2 separate regions of the Ovis aries genome follow, and region 2 is linked to region 1. The links are chromatin contacts, called in public Hi-C maps. All regions are on one chromosome and are shown on one strand. The core of a region is the stretch at or near the end of the contact, and the rest is flanking DNA. Distances in the headings are between cores, read along the strand shown.

What was found. A called contact is a pair of places that touch in the nucleus more often than the background predicts.
Region 2: a Hi-C map of tail adipose tissue shows a contact between it and region 1, with 5 times the contacts expected there. The contact joins the promoter of PTK2B here to the promoter of LOC101118764 in region 1. A contact is called at or near these places in 5 of 16 Hi-C or Micro-C datasets (blood, hypothalamus and tail adipose tissue).

The regions. Positions count from the first base shown.
Region 1 is chr2:38,209,195-38,211,894 of ARS-UI_Ramb_v3.0, forward strand. It overlaps LOC101118764 (ribonuclease P protein subunit p14-like), which reads right to left and starts at 1,363. Exons shown (of 1, transcript XM_042242684.1): 1 at 896-1,363. The coding sequence starts at 1,363. The coding sequence ends at 896.
Region 2 is chr2:38,496,716-38,499,518 of ARS-UI_Ramb_v3.0, forward strand. It overlaps PTK2B (protein tyrosine kinase 2 beta), which reads right to left and starts at 1,374. Exons shown (of 30, transcript XM_042243113.1): 1 at 1,224-1,374.

The sequences.
Region 1 (2,700 bases), core at 113-2,612:
ACTGACTTCCTCTGCTCGTGTGTGTGTGTGCATGCACGTGTGCTGTGCCACATGGCTTGTAGGACACAGCTGTGGGATCGTAGGTCCCTGATAGGGATTGGATCCATGGCCCTGGCAGTGAAAGCCTGGAGTCCTAACCACTGGACATCCAGGGAATTGCCTGTTTTTTTCAGTTTGAAACCTAGAGAGGTGATGAATATACTTAAGCCTGAGTGAAGCATAAGTGGACACTGGAACAACTCTTTACCTGCTCCCCTCTCCCAGTGTAGGTCTATGAGCCCGTCCTTGCGAAGAACAGCAATCCCTGTTTTCCCCAGAGGCTTTCAATACTAAAAACACTGATGGCTGAACTTGCATCTTTAAAGACGTATTTCAGGATTTGGGCGTTTTTGGAACCATAACTTTAACCCAGCCGTCCATGACAGTCTTTTTACTTTCTAGCACAGATCATGACACTGCAACAACGGCAATGAACTGCTTCAGCTTTTTCACTTCTGCAGAAGCTAAAACAACTTCCCCAGCATATAAAGGGGCTGGAAAGTTAATTTTCTGGGAAAGAAATACACAGCCTGGCCCCGGCATTTTAGTACCGAGGAAAGCTGAAATAAGTCCATTGATCAAAACTCCATGGACAATTGTCTTTCTAAATCTGGTGTGTTTTGCAAATCTTCGTCTAAGTGCAAAGGGTTGACATCCCCTGTTAATTCTGAGAAGGTGGCCATGTCCCTCTGTATGAAGGCCCTATTGAGTTCAGCCCAGTCTCCGACTCTGAGGAGCATGTGCTCTAAGGGCTGCCTGTTCGGTACTGATTGGCTCAGGCAGATTCTCCTGTGAAGCCAACCCCACCAAAGGGGTTGGACATTACTGGGGGCATCTTCAGCACTCTCAAATTCCATCAACAGGAGCTTTTGGGCTGCTTCAGTCTCCAAACATTATGCTGGCACCAAAAAGTACTTTTGAGAGTGAGGAATATTTTCTCAAATTGAAGACTACTCAATTCTAGTTCCCTACTATTGCCAGATAATGCAAGGAGAAGTGGAGAAAACTGAATCACTCTGAAAGCATAGTTCTTGCCTTTATAGGATCCTAACAGGGTCAGAGAGCTCCACAATTTGACAAGACCACTGCTGCATATCCTTAGGATGCCTGACAGGGTCTTCTCTTCATAGGTCAGAACGTCCAAGGGTAACGCAGCATCAACCTCACCAAACAGGTCCTTCAGCGCTGAAATAAGCAGCTGTTTGAACTGTGCAGCATTCAGTCCAATCCCACAATCTTGAAATTCTAGGCGGACTTTCATGTAGTGGTACTCAGAGGGATGTTTGTAAACAGTTCTTTTCCATGTGGCAGCTGAGGCTGGCATCTTTTTCCAGTGCTGGTCACATCTGTATTGAGTCAAGAGGGTGTTGGGCGCTTAAAGTCGTTTTCAACTTTTTTTTGGACTAACTTCTGCCTCTGATTTCTCCCCTACCTGGGGCCAGGCGCATGCGCTCTGCACACGTGGTCTCAGTCCTCTCCACCACCCTATGCGACTGAGACCGCGTTGTAGAGAGAGGCCTGGGATGTTTCACGGCCTGGCCTCGCCTTAGTTGGTGGCATCCACGGCCAGAGTGGGAGGTACCCAAGGCCGCACCTTGCTGCCCGCCACCCCTCTGCCTTCTGTTTTCATTTTTTACTTTTTTATTATTTTATTTATTTGACAGGGACCAGATTTCACCGGGGCAGGCAGGATCTATTTCCTTGATCAGGGATAGAACCCAGGGCCTATGCATTAAGAGCAGGGAGTCTTAACCACTGGACCACCAGGGATGTCCTCCACCCCTTCTCAATTTGAAACCTACGTTTGCCGGGAGAAATCTCTTCCCTCTTGCCCACCCCCATCCTCCAGGGTTTTCCCCCTTTTCTGAGGCCCTTCTGGTGGCTTCAGAGTTTGAGACTAGCCAGCTTCATGCCTTTAGGGTCAGCCTTGCTTGCCTTCGTGTGGGCTCAGTTGTGTCTGACTCTTTGCGACCCCATGGATTGTAGCCCACCAGGCTTCTCTGTCCTTGGGATTCTCCAGGCAAGAATACTGGAATGCGTTGTCATTTCCTTCACCAGGGGATCTCCCCAACCCAGGGGTCGAACCTGAGTCTCCCGCATTGGCAGGCAGATTCTTTACCACCACTGAGCTACTTGGAAAGCCTTTTAGTTCAGAGAGGGAGGCTTTGTTCCTCTTGAGCCTGCACCTCGCAGGATCCCGACAGCTGCCACCAGGAGGCGCCATGAGTCCCTGTTCCAGGGCTGACGGTGGATGCTGACCTTGAGAAGGACCAGAGCTGTCCTGTGGCTCCGCAGATGCTGGGCTCTGCTGCTCTGCCCCCTCCCGTCAGCTGACCCATGCATTCCCTTGTCTATCTTCCAGTCGGAGCCTCTGCAGGTGGCTAGGTTGACTTGGCCGTTTTGGGGTTATCCCCATGCAGAGACACCTGCAAGTGAAGTGAGGGGGCATCCGTCTTGGTTTTTAAATGTCCCACATCTTTGCATTTGGGGAGGCTTTCTGATCAGTGGTGCATCCTTCTGGGACTGTCAGAGGTCACCTGGAACCCTCCTTTTCTCTGCTGTGCACCTGTAGGTTGCAGGGGCCAGGCGGCCACTTGAGGGGAGAAGCTGCCCACAGTCCACTCACTCCACTCGGTGAAATTTGCTTGTTACTTTTCAGCT
Region 2 (2,803 bases), core at 124-2,623, 290 kb after region 1:
GAGCACCTGGCCTGGGGTAGGAAGTCAGCCAATGTGTACAGAATGAAGGAATGAGAGCCCAGCGTCCTGCCAGAGCTTGTCTCTTGGTGTGTCTACTTCCCTCCCTCCGTCCATCTTCACTCACTTTTTCATCTCTGCCTCCTCTCACCCGCCCCCAGAGGAGTTGTGAAATCTGGGGTTAGGTCCACAACTGCATTCCTTGCCCTCGAGGGAGGGGCCTCCTCCTGCCCCTTCCCTCATCTTTGGCACCAACTGCCCCCGAGGGCTCATGTCCAGCTACAGGTCAGGGGAAGCTCTGCTCTGGCTTCTGAGTGCCCCTGGTGAGTGTCCCCTGCGTCCCAAATTCTGTTCCTTCCTTTCCTGACCCTTGGAGGAGTCTAACTGGATTGAGCACCAAGTTTGGGGTGCAGGGAGTAGAGAGTGTCAGATGGCTGAGGGTTAGGGCAGTTGGTGGGGTTCTTGCTGGGCTCAGAACAGCACCCATATGCTGCCTGCTCACCCACCCCAGGCTTTGCCCACGCACCGCCTGCCAGGAGAAGGAGGCAGGGAGCTTAACTCTTTAGGGGCATTCCCAAGTAGTTTCACAGAGACCCAGGGCGGCAGCAGGTCTTAACTTTAGTTCCCCAGGACACACAAGTACTCACACACACACACACACACACACACACACACACACACACACACACACACAGTAGTCCTGCCTCTACGCCCTTGCAGAGCCCTGCTCGCTTCCAGTCGGGGGTGCAACATGCAGAAGATGCCTCGTGAGGTGGTCAGGTTGGGGAACAAGAATCCAAAGCGGGGAGCCCCGGGGTGTTCATGGGCCCGTGACCGGGGTGGGAGCGCTGTCTTCGGGGGCAGGGGCAGGGGGTGGGGGTGCAGCGCGGGGCGCCGGCAAAGGCTCTAAGGCAGGAGTGGAAGGTGGATTCTGAAAGCTCTCTGATCTGACCTTTGCAGGCAGGGGGCCCTTCTGAGTCCTCTCATCATAATCCCGGCCTTCCCTGTCTGAACCCGATAAGAGAACTAAGAGGGGAAAGAAAACACCCTTGAGTTTCAAATTAACTACCCAAATAGACTCCCTCTCCCCTTGGCCGAGGGCTAGCCAGCCCAGAGGCGCCCACTTCTGGGTCCGCGGTCCGGGAGTCGCCCCCCACCTCTCCCTCGTCCAGCCTCCAACTTCTGGCTGGGCGCTCGGCGCCGATCGATCGCGGGAGGGGACTCACTCGGGGCGAAGCGCCGGCTCCAGTGGCGGCGGCTGCGGCTTCTTCTCTGCTCGGCCAGGTGCGGCGGGGGCTAGGCAGGTAAGGGGCGCTTCCGAAGGGGCTCGCGGCGGCTCGGGAGGCCTCCGCTGAGTAAGAGCGCTGACAGGTTTGTGTTTTCCCCTTCTCCTCCTCCGGCTTAACCACACCCCTGCCGCTCTCCTCCCCACTTCCTTAAAGGGTGGGGTGTGTTGTCTGCGGTGCGGAGCGTGTGTGGCTCCAGCCTCTTACCATAAACTCTGAAATAGACGCCGCTGCCAATTCCCGGAGCTGCACGTGCCCACCTGGGAGGGGGCCATCTCTGCCACCCCCAACCCCACGTGGGGTCTCCTGATAGTCTTTGTCACCACCGCTTCCACCTCGTGAGCAGTTGAGCACCCCCAACTCCACCCCTCCTCGCTCTCCCTTCCTCTCCACTGGGAAGCTTTCCTCTTAGCTCCCAGGTCTGTTGCAGAGCTAGAGACTGTTAGCAGCCTGCCACACTCCCAGCATCGGTGTCCCTCCGGGTCTCTTCAAGGCCTAAAGTGCTGCTTTGGGAGGATGGGGTGGGGGCACCAGAGGTCAGATGACTGTCACCAGGGGCTTTGGCAGAACTGGTCCAGGGGTCTGAATGCCACAGTCCAGGTCCCTGCACTACAACAGCCAGGACCAGAGGCACAATAGTCAAAGATGCTGGGCAGCCTTTTCTCGTCCCCTCTCCACATCAGTCCACTTGGTTTGTTGACCAAGAGCTTGGTTACCTCTTCACTCTGGCCAGCAGGGCAGCAAGAGTCGAGGCAGTGACTCAAGGGCACTTAGTAACCCCTTTCTCTGTCACTAGAAAGATTCTAGACTTTTTCTTGAGTAGGAGCAGGTGAACAGGACTCAGCATAAAGTCAAAAAGCTGGTGTGTCACTCAGCATTCCTCACCTTCTCAAAGTTCCTCTCCAGAGCCCCACCCCAAACTTCTTCATTCTGTATCCTGAGAAGAACTGGGATCTCCCACACTGTTAGAGGATGCTCTTCACAAAGGCATCTCTGAGCATGGCACCCCCTGGTGTTGTGCAGCTGCCTGTGACAGCCCAGTGTACTCTACAACCAGCCCCAGTCTTCCTTCCCCCACCACTTCCAAACTCAGAGGACGGGCCACCCCAGAGAAGAGCCAGCATTTGGTTAGTATGTCTAAATGCCAACCACTGTGCCAAGGAACACTCCGTTTACATTTTATCTATGTTAACATTTCCTTTCATTCTTCCCATTTTCTGAAAAGAAAACAGATTTAGATTAAAATGTCCAAGGCTGCAAAATCAGAAAGTCAGTTTCCTGCAATTATGATCAGTGGACTGTCTGTAGCTCTTAAAATGCAGATACCTGGATGTGACTCTGGGGCTACTGAAAATCAGAATCTCTGAGCCTGGGACCCACCCACTCATGCAGGGTAACTTACAACCCATCTGTTGGAACTCACAGCCTTGTTAATCTCATACACTGATCAGCCGTGTTCTCAGCACCAAGTGTTGCCGGGGTCTACAAAGCAGTGAGAAGACACACAAGTAGGTATCCAG